Linked DNA regions of Mus musculus: region 1 is linked to region 2. The links are chromatin contacts, called in public HiChIP or PLAC-seq maps. All regions are on one chromosome and are shown on one strand. The core of a region is the stretch at or near the end of the contact, and the rest is flanking DNA. Distances in the headings are between cores, read along the strand shown.

The links. HiChIP or PLAC-seq counts read pairs in DNA pulled down with a chosen protein or histone mark.
Region 1: an H3K27ac HiChIP or PLAC-seq map of stem cell-derived neural progenitor cells shows a contact between it and region 2, with 4 times the contacts expected there. The contact joins two enhancer-like sites. A contact is called at or near these places in 2 of 484 Hi-C or Micro-C datasets (cerebral cortex and stem cell-derived neural progenitor cells) and 3 of 115 datasets of contacts at active chromatin or transcription factors (double positive thymocytes, embryonic basal ganglia and stem cell-derived neural progenitor cells).

The regions. Positions count from the first base shown.
Region 1 is chr12:107,933,378-107,936,510 of GRCm38.p6, reverse strand. The region is part of intron 3 of Bcl11b (B cell leukemia/lymphoma 11B); the gene reads left to right. Among named protein-coding and RNA genes, the nearest start is that of Bcl11b, 68 kb to the left of the region's middle. Within about 2 kb of position 1,265, at least 19 of the 459 cell types and tissues checked have an H3K27ac peak or open chromatin away from gene starts, as enhancers often do. A contact at or near this core is called in stem cell-derived neural progenitor cells, where this site is marked.
Region 2 is chr12:107,515,488-107,518,698 of GRCm38.p6, reverse strand. No RefSeq gene overlaps it. Among named protein-coding and RNA genes, the nearest start is that of Gm33236, 130 kb to the left of the region's middle. Within about 2 kb of position 1,893, at least 50 of the 459 cell types and tissues checked have an H3K27ac peak or open chromatin away from gene starts, as enhancers often do. A contact at or near this core is called in stem cell-derived neural progenitor cells, where this site is marked.

The sequences.
Region 1 (3,133 bases), core at 16-2,515, 420 kb before region 2:
CCCCCCTCCCCCCCGCGAGGTCTTCATTTCCTTCTGGAATGCCCCTCGACACCTCCTGACACACAGAGGGGCTAGAGTCTTGTCACATAAAGAAAAAAAATTACTTTATTTCCAATTTTCCATCTCACACACTCACTCATTTTCTTTATTAGGTGCACTATGGATATTAGAGAGAGAGAAAATGACATTTCTGCCGTGAATTCAAAGCGCGGGCCCCTGCTTTGCATAGTAGCTTATACTGATTGGCAGGAGGGGCCCCTGGGTCTGGAGCCTTCAGGGTGCTGCTTGGTCCATGCTGGGTCCCTGATGCTGTGTGTTCTCTGCCCAGGAACCCATTTCTTCCCACGTAACCGCTCCTCGCTTCTGGTTCTGTCGCCAGTCTTCTGTCTAGACAGTGCCTTAGAGCTCAGTGATTGGGAGCAAAGGCTGGGTTGTTCCTCCTAGGACCCAAGGACCAGGGAGGCAGAAGGGCTGGCCTGTGGCTTCTTCTGGCTCTGGTTTGGGGGGGGGGGGTCTCAGTTCTTGCAACTGTGAACAACGCAACAGTAAATCCTCAGCATAAGAGAGACATTTGAATGAAGTGCCCAGCACACAGTGAGTTCTTTTTCTATCTACAACTTCTAGCCTAGGCTTCAATAGCACCACAGTTAGTATGGTAGGATCTGTTCTCTAAGGGGTGGGGACTGAACACCTCCAAAACACCCGGCAAGTGAGGTACCAAAGTAGGTGTCTCGTCTCCTCCATCCAGAGAAGCCTCGTGATCTTTTAGAGTTGCAGGTGTGCACTCTGGCCATCTTCAGGGCTCAGTTTCACTTGTAAGAACCTCGGGACCTCGTCATATCGTCCCATTTCACCAGACACCCACATACACTCTGACAAGGCGGACATTTCCCTAGGGTGCTTCAGACTTCCAGAGACCTTGAGGGTGGACACTCTCCTGTTGCCTTAGCTTCCGGGGCCGGGCATGGTCAGGAAAGGAGGCTAGGGGGTTAGCTGACAATGTCCTGACACTGCAAGCTCTCTGGGAGCCAGCTTTGGGTGATGATGGAGGACAGGTTGCTGCCGGTTGCAGAGTGGGTCAGCCCACCTGGTGCGTACCGACGGGGAGTAGGGTGGGTGGGAGGGGGGGGTCAGGGTGTTTAAATGCTGTCCCCATCTCCTTTGTGAGATCTGGAAAAGATATTTGCAGCCAGTAGGCACAGTGCAAAGAAGGCGACCATCCTCCTTTGCCTGTGTAGAGGAACTTGGGAACCTTTCTTTCCCCTGGTTGCCTGGTTACAAGATCATCTGTCACGTGTTCCTGGAGAAGGGTGCTTGGCTGGGGAGATGTGGCAGGCGGTGTGTGTGTGGGGGGGGGGGTGGCGGGGGAGGCGCCGGGAGATAGTGTCTGCTGTGGGAATCAATGGGCACCTTCGATCATATCACAATCCCATTCCTATTACACCGGACAGCCCCACTGCCCAGCTGCCCTCTCAAAGCCTCGGACCGCTGGGGCTTTTTTGATGCATGAATGAAGACTGGGAAGTGGGCCAGGACTTGGCTCCTGGGCTTCTTCATCATTTATTAGCTCCTAGTTTTAATTGTTTCTCGACTTCTTTCCAGATATTTATCTAGGAGAAATTGTCAGACCTTGCCGCGTGGTGCGGACACGCAGGGCAGGGCGGGTACTGACTGCAGAATCTGAACAGCCTCTCTGATGAGTCCGGCTGGAATTGCTTGGGTACCTACTGTGTGCTATGTGCAGTCTCCTGCCCATGAAAGACTAGTCTTCCTGGGGGTGCAGACAAAGGAATAGTATTTGGGTTGTGTTTTGAGTGTGCCTGTGGCAGAGCTCCTGGGACGGAGGTGAACTCTGATCCCTGAAAGGTCGCCTTATGTCCTGGGGCTTTGCACTCTCAGACTGGAATCTAAAGTGGTTGAACCTTACACGAGGTTGCTAAAGGCGCTTGGAACTGCTCAGCAACCCTCAGGTGGGGGCAGAGCACTGAGGGTGTTGAGCTCACAGAAGTGTCCTGGGGTGGAGTAGGACCAGGTGAGGATGCTGGGAGTGCCTTCTTCCTCTGAGCTCTAGCAGCAGTGGGAGAGAGAAGTATAATGGAGAATACCACAGAGGAAGCCAGGGGGACTTTGGGGGAGGAGCCATTGAAGGGGGAGGAGCCATTGAAGACCTTTTCCCTTCTTTCTATGAACTAAGCTGTGTGTGGGTCAGAGTGGACGCTGTTGGTGCTTACGGTTGTTTTGCTGAGCAGGACTCAGGTGTAAGTCGGGGAGCCCAGGCTGGCTCACTCAGCACACGTCGGAGGACATCTGCCCTTGCTTTGGCAGACAGAGAACTCTTTTCAATGGAGGAGCAGGGTTCTAGGGCCTGAGACTTAGATCGGCCACCTTGGAAGTCATTTTGCATTAGGTAGTGTCAATTTCTCCTTCTGCGCTCTCCAGGGAGAGATTCTGAGCCACGGCCAGCTAGAGTGGGAAGGGCGGGCTCCGTTCCACTAGAAACCCTGTCAATGGTGTTCGTTAAGTAAGCCTCACTCTTGTGCTTTGGCTCCACTGCACCCCTTGGGAGCCATGGTAGATGGAATTGCCATGTGAGCATGGTGAGGTGCCTCATCTTCATGACTGGCTGTTAGCTTCCTCCATGGGCTATTGCCATGGAAGGTAGCATGCCCCTTGGTTAAAAGGCTGGCTCGTGAGTACATCCTCCATGCCTGGACCTGGCTGCCTCCATCCCTTCCTCTAGGACTAGCTCCCAGAAACCCTTTGAGTCTCTCTATCTCCCCCTCCCCAACCTCCAAGGCTCCTTTATAGATAAGGAATTTCACAACCAGGGGCAGACTAAGATGTTAGGTGGGTTGCCCAGGTCACTGAGCTGTGGTATCAAATTCTTTACAGGTCACATGGGCTGGGGTTCTAAGAGGCTCAGAGAGCAGAAATAGTGTGATGATGTACTGACCACACCCCAGGCCCCTTCCTGGTGCCACTGTCTCGGGTCTGTCCTACCATACCAGCACAGGGAAACTAGAGAGTCAAGCTTACAACTAGCCTTAGGCTGAGCCTATGTGGAGGGGAGACAGATCTATGCTAGCAGTGGGCTCTAGAGACCTGTGTGCGCCCCACTGTCTCCTCCACAACA
Region 2 (3,211 bases), core at 644-3,143:
CATTAACTGAACAAAGTGAGGTCCAAGTTCACCTTGCAGAGACTTAGGGCAACTCCACTGGGTTTAGAATGAGCTGGAGGGTGGGAGGAAGCAACTTGGGTGTTTGGGGGGAAGATTTAGAATAGAAAGACACCCACACATTGGGTCAGGCTCCACTGCAGCTGAGCCTATCACCCATGCAGCATCTTTGCTCTGCAGAGACCGGCAGCCCGAAGTCATCCTTGGGAACATGGAGATCATTTCCCCGCCCTCCCCCAACAGGCTGTCTAAGATCTCAACCAGCTCCCAGGTCTGCAATACGCTTGGATCAGGGCTGGCACCATCCAACTTTCAGCTCTTTGAAAAGTTTGCTTAAGAATTGAGACATTACTTTTCACTTCCTAGAGAAGGTGTTATCTTTTCAGGATTCAAAGAGGCCGGAAAAAAATGTCCTCATTTTCCTTGGCAGACAACGTGCTGTGTTCTCTTGGTTGCTGATCGGCAAATCGAAACAGGCTTTTTTTTTTTAACCTCCCCCTTTTTTATCCCTCCTCGTTACCTGGACGTGGCTTTTTGGTCTTTCTCCCAACGAAGCCCTGGGTGAGACTTTGCAAGATGAAAGGGACGGTGGTGGAAGTGGCTGTCAGGGAGCCATCAAGAATTTAACATTTTGATTGCTAACTCTGCTATGTCAGGAGCACGTGTGTTTAAAAACCTGGGGAATTTGCAGTGAATTCATCTGAAAGGCGCTTCCGATTTTCCCGTGACACAAATAGACCTGGGGAATGTTCATGCCCTTCCGTTCTGGAATGTCAATCTGGGGGTTGTTTTCTGACCTCTCAGGGTACAGCGCTGAACTGGAGAAAGAGTTCAGACTCACTTTTTCTTCCTTCTTTTGACTGCATCAACACGTTCCCTCACCTGCCTTGGATCAGAAGCACAAATGAATGCATCCTTGTTGTGAATCCATAGACAAAGGTTGGGTATTGAAAATGACTGAGCTGCGGAGCCCTAGAAAGGGATTATGCTAACCCTGGGGATTTCTAGGGACAAGGAGGGAAAATCCGAGCAGAAGCAATTGTCTCAGGGAGAGTGGAGCCTACAAAGGCTGAGGTGACCCTCCCTGCTTTGAGATCTCACCTTCATTTGGAGGTGTCACCTGGACTCTCCAAAGCTTCATCTAAGCAAATGTTCCTGCAATAATAGACTCTCCATCCTTAGAGGGCTCCAACTGGTGCTGATGTCCCTGCATTCTCTAAGGACCAATGCTCCAGGCCTGCTCACCTGTTACTGGCTCCGTGATGCTGCGGGCCCATTAGAACCCAGGAAACCTGGTTCGCCCTCATCTGTAAATCATCTGTTAACTCTCATGAGATGATTGGCAGCTCTCAAAGAGGAAAATGTGCTCTTCGTGGGGCCCTGAAGGTGACTTCACCTCTCCCTATCACTTCCCTCCTCCTCCTTATATCTGGGGACGGAGGTGGAGGTCACTCTGTCTCCAGTGTCTCCCTATATAACCTGAGCTGTCCAGAGAAAAGCTTCTTGGACAGCCTGAATCTAGTTTTAAAGATAATTCTCAACTGAGTAGGTTAATTTACACACACACACACACACACACACACACACACACACACACACACTACACAATGGTAGGTTTCCATATTGCAGTGGCTTGCTGTTTGGCCAGTGTCTATTCCACACACCCATTTGGTGACTAGTCTGAACATAACTTTATCCTCTCCACCCCTCATTTCAGCGAGCCCTCTCTTTGTGTGGGAGCCATTAAGGCCACCCATTCTTAAATTAGCTCAGGAAAAAAAAAAGAGAGAGAAGAAGTGCATTTTATAGTCAAGCCAGTAGTAATTGGACACTGTGACTATGAGTGGCCCTTGCGGTGTTTGGATGTAGGCCAAATGTACCTTCTGTCTGTCTCTGACACCGGCAAACAATAGCGGTATTATTTACAGCGCTGGCTCCGTGCAATTCGGAAGGCCAGCTGCGAGAACAAAAGACTCCCTCACACTTGCTTGGCCCAGCCCTATTCTCAACCTGAGGCTCCAGCCATGTTTTGTAAATAATTCACCCCACAACCCCAAAGGATGTATCCTCTTTCCATTTTCCGCTGACCACAACTACAAAGAAAAGACAGTTCTCTCGTGCAAATCTTTGCAGGTTATGGGGTGTGGGAAGGAACAGCCAACGGGGCTTCATTCCTCTGTCTTGGGGTGCACAGTCACCACCATTGATCAGCTACAGACCAGCTAGCTGGAGGGCAGCAGAAACAGAGCCTGGGAAAACATGGACAAGGTCTGTTCCTGTGGGAAGTCCTGTTTCCCAGGGCACAGTTCTACAATTTGTCTACAGGACAAGTGGTGTCCCAGGCAACCACCACAGGTTGTCCCACTGGCTCATGGCAACACAACCCCTGGGATACTGACTGTCACATGGACTGAGATTCTAGAATCCAGAAAAGCAGACCCCACTGCTTTCAACTGTCCAGTTGTTGATCTACAAATAGGACATGGAACCAGAAAGAGCTTATCAGATAGTGCACATACCATTTATGCTTGAAGATGGGATCCCATTGTTCCTGACCTGGGTCCATGAAAGCTAGCTCTAGCCTGAATCGTGCCTCCAGCTCACCAGCAAAGGACCCTTCCTACAATCTATCCACAGCAATCTGTGGGTCCTTGTCACCTTTTCCCACATTGAACCATGCTGTCTCCCCTATCCCTCAGTGGAGCTGGCCTCTGCTACATCTTGGGACCTAATGTCTGCCGACACTCTTCCCAAATGGATACAGGGACCTCCCTAGGCAGGTTCAGCCTGTGGGTCTCCCTATACACAGAGGCCATAGGAGAGCCTTAGGTACCATTCCTCTGGTACTGGCCGCTTTTTGGGTTGAGACAGGGTCTCTTACTGCTCTGGAACTCACCAAGCAGGCAAGTGGATAGATGGATGGAGGGAGGGAGGATATACAAATGATCAAGTGGAAGGATAAACACTGTCTGGCCCCATCACCTGTGCTGCGTGCTTCCATGGGCATTCTTGACTGTGCCTGACCCCGGAGTTCCGTCTGTCTGTTTTTCAGTCTGTCTCTGTCCCTCTGATTACTCACGTTCTTTGTCTTATATTCTAATTCCCCATTGTGGATGGGGTCCCCCAGCCCTTCAGATTATATAGCCTCACCTGCCACCTTTGTGCCATCCTGGAATAGAACTGTCAGAGTCTC